2 separate regions of the Mus musculus genome follow, and region 1 is linked to region 2. A link is a contact called in public HiChIP or PLAC-seq data. All regions are on one chromosome and are shown on one strand. The core of a region is the stretch at or near the end of the contact, and the rest is flanking DNA. Distances in the headings are between cores, read along the strand shown.

Evidence for each region. HiChIP or PLAC-seq counts read pairs in DNA pulled down with a chosen protein or histone mark.
Region 1: a contact with region 2 is called in a FOXA1 HiChIP or PLAC-seq map of pancreatic cancer cells. The contact joins the promoter of Tmem52b here to the enhancer-like site in region 2. A contact is called at or near these places in 3 of 39 promoter capture datasets (cranial neural crest, embryonic stem cells and neutrophils), 2 of 115 datasets of contacts at active chromatin or transcription factors (large pre-B cells and pancreatic cancer cells) and 3 of 9 other capture datasets (adipose tissue, liver and macrophages).

Annotation. Positions count from the first base shown.
Region 1 is chr6:129,511,107-129,513,978 of GRCm38.p6, reverse strand. Tmem52b (transmembrane protein 52B) reads right to left here and starts at 1,422. Exons shown (of 5, transcript NM_001081186.1): 1 at 875-1,422. The coding sequence starts at 940.
Region 2 is chr6:128,900,898-128,903,878 of GRCm38.p6, reverse strand. No RefSeq gene overlaps it. Among named protein-coding and RNA genes, the nearest start is that of BC035044, 11 kb to the right of the region's middle. Within about 2 kb of position 1,673, at least 14 of the 459 cell types and tissues checked have an H3K27ac peak or open chromatin away from gene starts, as enhancers often do. A contact at or near this core is called in pancreatic cancer cells, where this site is marked.

The sequences.
Region 1 (2,872 bases), core at 173-2,672, 610 kb before region 2:
CTGAGCATCCTTCCTTAGGGAATTATGAATAGCCCTCTGTGTCAGTTTGTCACCCTAGAAGTCTCCTGACTCATCCCCTGGGACATTGTGGTTGTCTTCCTTATCCCTGCACTGCTGAAAATTGAAATCTAGCCCCAGTGCTATTCATTTTCAGCCTTCACCACATCAGTATCTCACTACACAAGAAGAGCAATGGGGGAGATGTTACAAAGAAAGAAGAATAAAGAAGAAAAGGAAATGCAGAAACCAAGAGAACATATAAGAAAATGTACTTTTATATATTGGTTAACTTGCGTGGGAAGCAAAGCAGACAGCTGCTACCAGCACAGGAATGAGATGCAGTCTAGTTTCTGCAGTGTCTTGCTCAGCTAGACTTCCTAGCTATGTAAACTTGGCCTTGGCATTTGTCCAGAATCTCTCACTATACTGACCCTTTTTTCAACTAAATGGTGACTCACAGGCTTTTCTTTCACAGAGGAGTAAAATAAATTGTTTAAAATATTATTAAAGAGACCTTTGGTACTGGGAACTCACTGGGTAATCCCTGCACCCCTGTTCAAGCTGAGTATAACATATACTATCTCTGATTGTTCTAATTTTTCTCCCTCTTTCCATGAGCATCAGTCACACATACATACATCTACACACACACACACACACACACACACACACACACACACACACACACACACACACATACACATACACACATCTCTGAAACCCCCTATTATTAAACAAACACCATAGTACTCTTTTCTCACTCCCTTTTGGGTTCTATATCAGTTTTTGCTCCATCCATTTCCTCCTAGAGACAGCATAGCTAAAGCAATACGCAAAGGAAAGTTTCTTCCTGCTGTTTCACAATTGAACACACCTGGATGAAATAAAACAGGCCAGAGGCCATCAGCACCTGGGCCCAGGCTGTCATTAGGCTGAACATCTGGTCCAGAAAGGTCACGCCGGCTGCATCTGCTGTATCCTTCCCATGCTCCGTGCCACGTGGAACTTGGTGGTGAAGGATTCCTAAAGAGAATTTTTTCTCGGCAATAGATCAATCTCCTCTCCTTGTTCCCGCTGGCTTTATATTTTACGGTTTCCTTTTCCCTTTTAGTTTCCTCCTCCTGAGTTCTCTTCACGGGGTCTCCACATTGGCTTCCTCTCCACTTCCTTTCTTCAATCAAACTTTTCTGTGTATTTAATTTTTCTTCGTCTGCATTCAAGAAGAGCACATTTGTCCTCTGAGTTAGATTTTTTTTTCCTCAGTCTATAATGAGAGACTTGGACCTGTAATAGGTCAAAGGCAGATTGTGAGTGACCAGATGTGTTCTTGTGTTCATCAGGAAACTAGTTACACACTCTCGGCTCCTGGATGACCGCTGAAGTCTGAAAGTCACTGCCAATCTCTCTCCACCCTCTCTCCATGTGATTGGCATCTGCCTTCTTACTCCTTAAAACTCTCCCCTTACCGTGTTGATAATCAACCCTGCAGGTTCTGGGTCATTTATTGCAGCCATTCAGCAGGACTAAGAGATTTTAAAGGAGCTAGAAAGTTATCCCTACTTTAGAGTAGGTAGTGGGTTTCAAAACTAGAAGTGCCAGGTGCTAACAATGGTCTCAGCCTCCTGCTTCAGTTTCAGAAACACAGGCATAGTTTTAAAAACCATTTTCCAAGTTAACACACTCTCTCTCTCTCTCTCTCTCTCTCTCTCTCTCTCTCTCTCTCTCTCTCTCTCTCTCTCTCCCTCTGCTCCTCTTAAAGCAGTGTTGTGATGTTGTCACTAGAGAACCAGGCTCAGAGCATACAATCACGGTTCCATCTACTGAGGAGGCTGAGACACGAGGATCATATGGGTCTAGTTCAGGAAAGTAAGACTACCCTAGGGAACAGCAAGACCTCCATCTAAACCCACATATTATCAACAATAAAATAAGACTTACAAGTCATATTTTAAAATAAGCACACCACACGGAAAGGATATAAAATGGCTATACAGGAAAATATTGTCCAGAGCCAGTGAATGCCATATAAACGACTGATATTTAAGGAGGAATCTTTTACCCAGATCCCAAAGTACTAAGTAAGAACACTCAGTGTTGGTTCACAGTGACATGTCTGTTTCACAAGACTGAACAAAATTAGATTTCAGCTGCTTTCTAATTGATGAGGAGAGGCTGCAGGGTGGGTCCTGATGAGGGAGTTTGTGGAGTGGGTTCCATCACACTCAAGGCCCCACACACCATGTGATCAGACCGTGATGATATGATGTGAGAATTATGAATGCAAACAATTTCCTGTTCTCAGCTAAGGAGAGCAAACAGTGAGAGAACTCTCTGGTACAATGTTGCTCTCTCCAAGTTGTCCATTTCTTTTTATAACATAGGCTCTTGAGTGAAATGTACTTTCCAAACTTCAATAGAAAACTCTGTGAGACAGAAGGCATTCTGGAGGAGTGGAGAGCAGGACTTAAGTTACAGCCTTTCACTAGGCCTGGACCTTACTGCACCTCCTTCTTCAGAGAGCATAATAAATAACTCCTGAACTAGCATCAGCTGTTGCTTCAGCGAAAGGAAATCGGGGTCAAGGAGGCATCTTGTGTGGAATATTTTTATTCAAACACCACATAATAGAAAAACTTCATGAATACCCCCCCCACACACACACCCTGTTTTCTTTTCTTGTGGGAAAGACAGTAAACCAGCATGGGTTAAGACCATAGCTCAGGGTCTTGATCCAGTCACTTGCTTGACCCCCTGTTTGTTATGGGATCTTGGACAAGGCATTTTATGTCTCTGTCAGCTCAGTTCAATTTGATATGGAAAGCACTCTGGTTCTCAATATCCACATAGTGACTCATGAATTGTAGCTCCAGTC
Region 2 (2,981 bases), core at 424-2,923:
TGTGCTTATTAGGATTAAGAACTCTATTGATAAGCCGGGTGTGGTGGCACACGCCTTTAATCCCAGCACTCAGAAGGCAGAGGTGAACGAAAGATGAAATTTTAAGACCTGTAAGTCATATAAAGTACTCAGAAATTGCTGGTTATTTGTGAGCCTAGAGGCTCCCTGGGGCTGAGAATAAAGAAAAACATAAAGAAAAACAAACCTGCATGCCCTGCAGTTAAAACCTTCCTGGGAACATAAAGATAAAGAGGAATGTGAGGACATAACAGGGCTATCTGAACTGAGTCAAACTGACCAGATACTCTGCTAGCATTGATAAACATCCAATTCACAGAATTCCTGCACATATTTTTTTGCTGCTGACACCTTGATCTGCACATACATATAATTTTTCTGCTGATGTTTGAATAAGCCGAAAGTATGTCACTATGCTGAATTCCATACCCCTCAGCCCCTTACCCCATAAAAACCCCTCATGGCCAACATCCTTTATCTCCTGTGTGGGATACATGTTGGTCCGGAGCTCTGTCATTAAACTACCTCGTGTATTTACATCAAGACACTCTATTCGTGATTCTTTGGGTATACGCCGAATCGGGAATTGAGTGGGGGGTTCCCCACTAGGTTCTATCAGAGGTTGGCAGACTTCTGAGTTTGAGGCCAGCCTGGTCTACAAAGTGAGTTCCAGGACAACCAGGGCTACACAGAGAAACCCTGTCTTGAAAAAACAAAAAACAAACAAAAAAAGAACTCTCTTGATTAGTGTTAGGACAATGACATAGCAAGAAGAGGAAATATGAAGTATTTAGTCAATGGAAACTGATTTTAGGTTAAAAAAAAAAGCAACAGGTTACATCTGTTAAAGCTTATATCTGAACTTGTGTATCGTTTATCCTGATGACTATAAGAAATCTGGCAGTCTTAGCTAACTTACAAATTTATTAATGAGTAAATATAGTGGTGGATTACCATAGGGTAAAGAGCTAGGTCTGTTTTTTAGCTGTCAAGGTACAGTTTCCTTAGCTGTCAATGTAGTCAGAAATCTGGGTAAGAAATTTTAATCTAGCAGGCATATATTAATTTTAAAATGACAGAGTTCATCTATAGTCCACTAACTAAACAGTTCTCTGTGGTATCTGTTGCAGTAATTCTCTAACCCAAATAAGCCCAGGCAATGAAAACACAGCTCAGTTAATATGAATACATGCTGTGAGATTGGGCAGATCTACCACTACACTACCATCATCCCAGTTTCAGAGACCCCTAATAACATGCAGTTTCTCCAGGCCAGGTGCTACTGCTCCACTTCCCTTCTTCCTCTTCCTCCATCATCTTCTTTCTCTCTCTCTGTCTCTCTCTCTCTCTGTGTCTGCCTCTCTCTCTGTCTGTCTCTCTCTGTCTGTCTCTCTCTCCCTCTCTCTCTCTTTCTATCCCTCTCAAAGACTTCAGTTCAACCTTCCCCTCTTCCCAATCACCAGCTCTAGCCTTTATTTATAAATTAAGGTGGGAAGAAGGTTCACAGGAAATCACCTGAGTGCTGACTCATTCCTTGTTCACAGCCCCTCACAGGAGAATGGAATTAACATCAAATATAATTAGCCACAGGGATATCCACAACAGGTATCCAAGGCAACCTAGCCAGAATCAGTCTGGCCTTTAAGCCCAGAAGACCAAGAGCCTTTTACAAAGAGCCTGTTTTGTTTTGTTTTGTTTTCCTGTGGAATAGATACATGTGAAATGAGAAATGACTCACCTTGATTCAGAAAATATGAGTCACTTGACTCTTAGGTATCCAGTCTTGTCCACACAGTCTCTCAGTAGTTATCATACCACAATCCAGGCACTTTCTTATAGCTAAACCCATTATCTTGGGAGTCTCTGTCTGTCATAAACTTAAATATATTAATAATTAGCATACTTCTGACAAGACTGAGAACTATATCGATTGGTGATACTTGAGTTACACAACTTGTGTTTGTTAAATTATTTGTTTGAGAATGTATATAGTAAATAGAGCATAACTTAGTAATAATAGTAAAAATCATTATTTCCCAAGGCAGGATAGAAATGAACATCTTAATTGTTAAGTAAGTTTGACACCTTGTATAATATATAAAAACACATTTTGCATTAGTAGAGAAACACTTGGCTTAGAGTAGGTGTAGACCAGAATGTAAAGAAATAAGAGAACTGACAGTGGTGTTTTGAGACTGTGGTGAGAAAAGTGAGTGTGTCCAAGTGCGTTCAGGCCTGTGACACAAATTGAGCAGATGGGCAGGCAGTGGGAATTGACCAGTAAGCAAAGGGAGAGAGAGGCGGGCAATGCAAGTGTCAAAGGCTTGGGACATGCATATGCAGCCTGAAGAGCACAGATGGTGAGGAGTCACAATGGTGGAGGCAACAGAGTCAAGGAATCAGGACTGTGCTGTGGCTCACTTGGGCACCCAGCCTGCTGTGGGTCATGGACAAAGTGGGCCCAGCAGCACCAGGATCGAGGGAAGGCAGGTAGGCAAGCAAGTGGGGCAGGACTTCCTCCTAGCAGCCAAAAGTACCAGTCCAGTGCTTCAGGCTGTGGGCAGGCGCTGACCCACCCCGCCTGTCAGCTTCTGCGGTGGGTGTGGGGCGGGGGAAAGGAAGCACCTGAAGTAGAGGTCCATCTTCTAACAACTCCACTCAAGGTGGATTTTAAAAGGCAGGGGCGGTGAGGGGCTGAGATGGGAGAACCTGGCAGCAGACACCTGAATAAAAGTATGCCTGCAGCAGTCCTGCCATTCCCTCAGATGTGGGACAGCAGCACCAACAGCAGTGCAGGGCTGTGTGAGTGCTTTTCCTGCTACAGCAGCAGTGGACCTCCAGCTCACTTCATGAGTCCTGTGCAGAGCACAGGAAGTGCAAGGGGGAATGGTAAAAATTGCTTTCCTCATGGCTTTGGCAGAGGTTGAGAGGCCAGGCAAGGGTGGTGGCAGCTTTGGCAGACA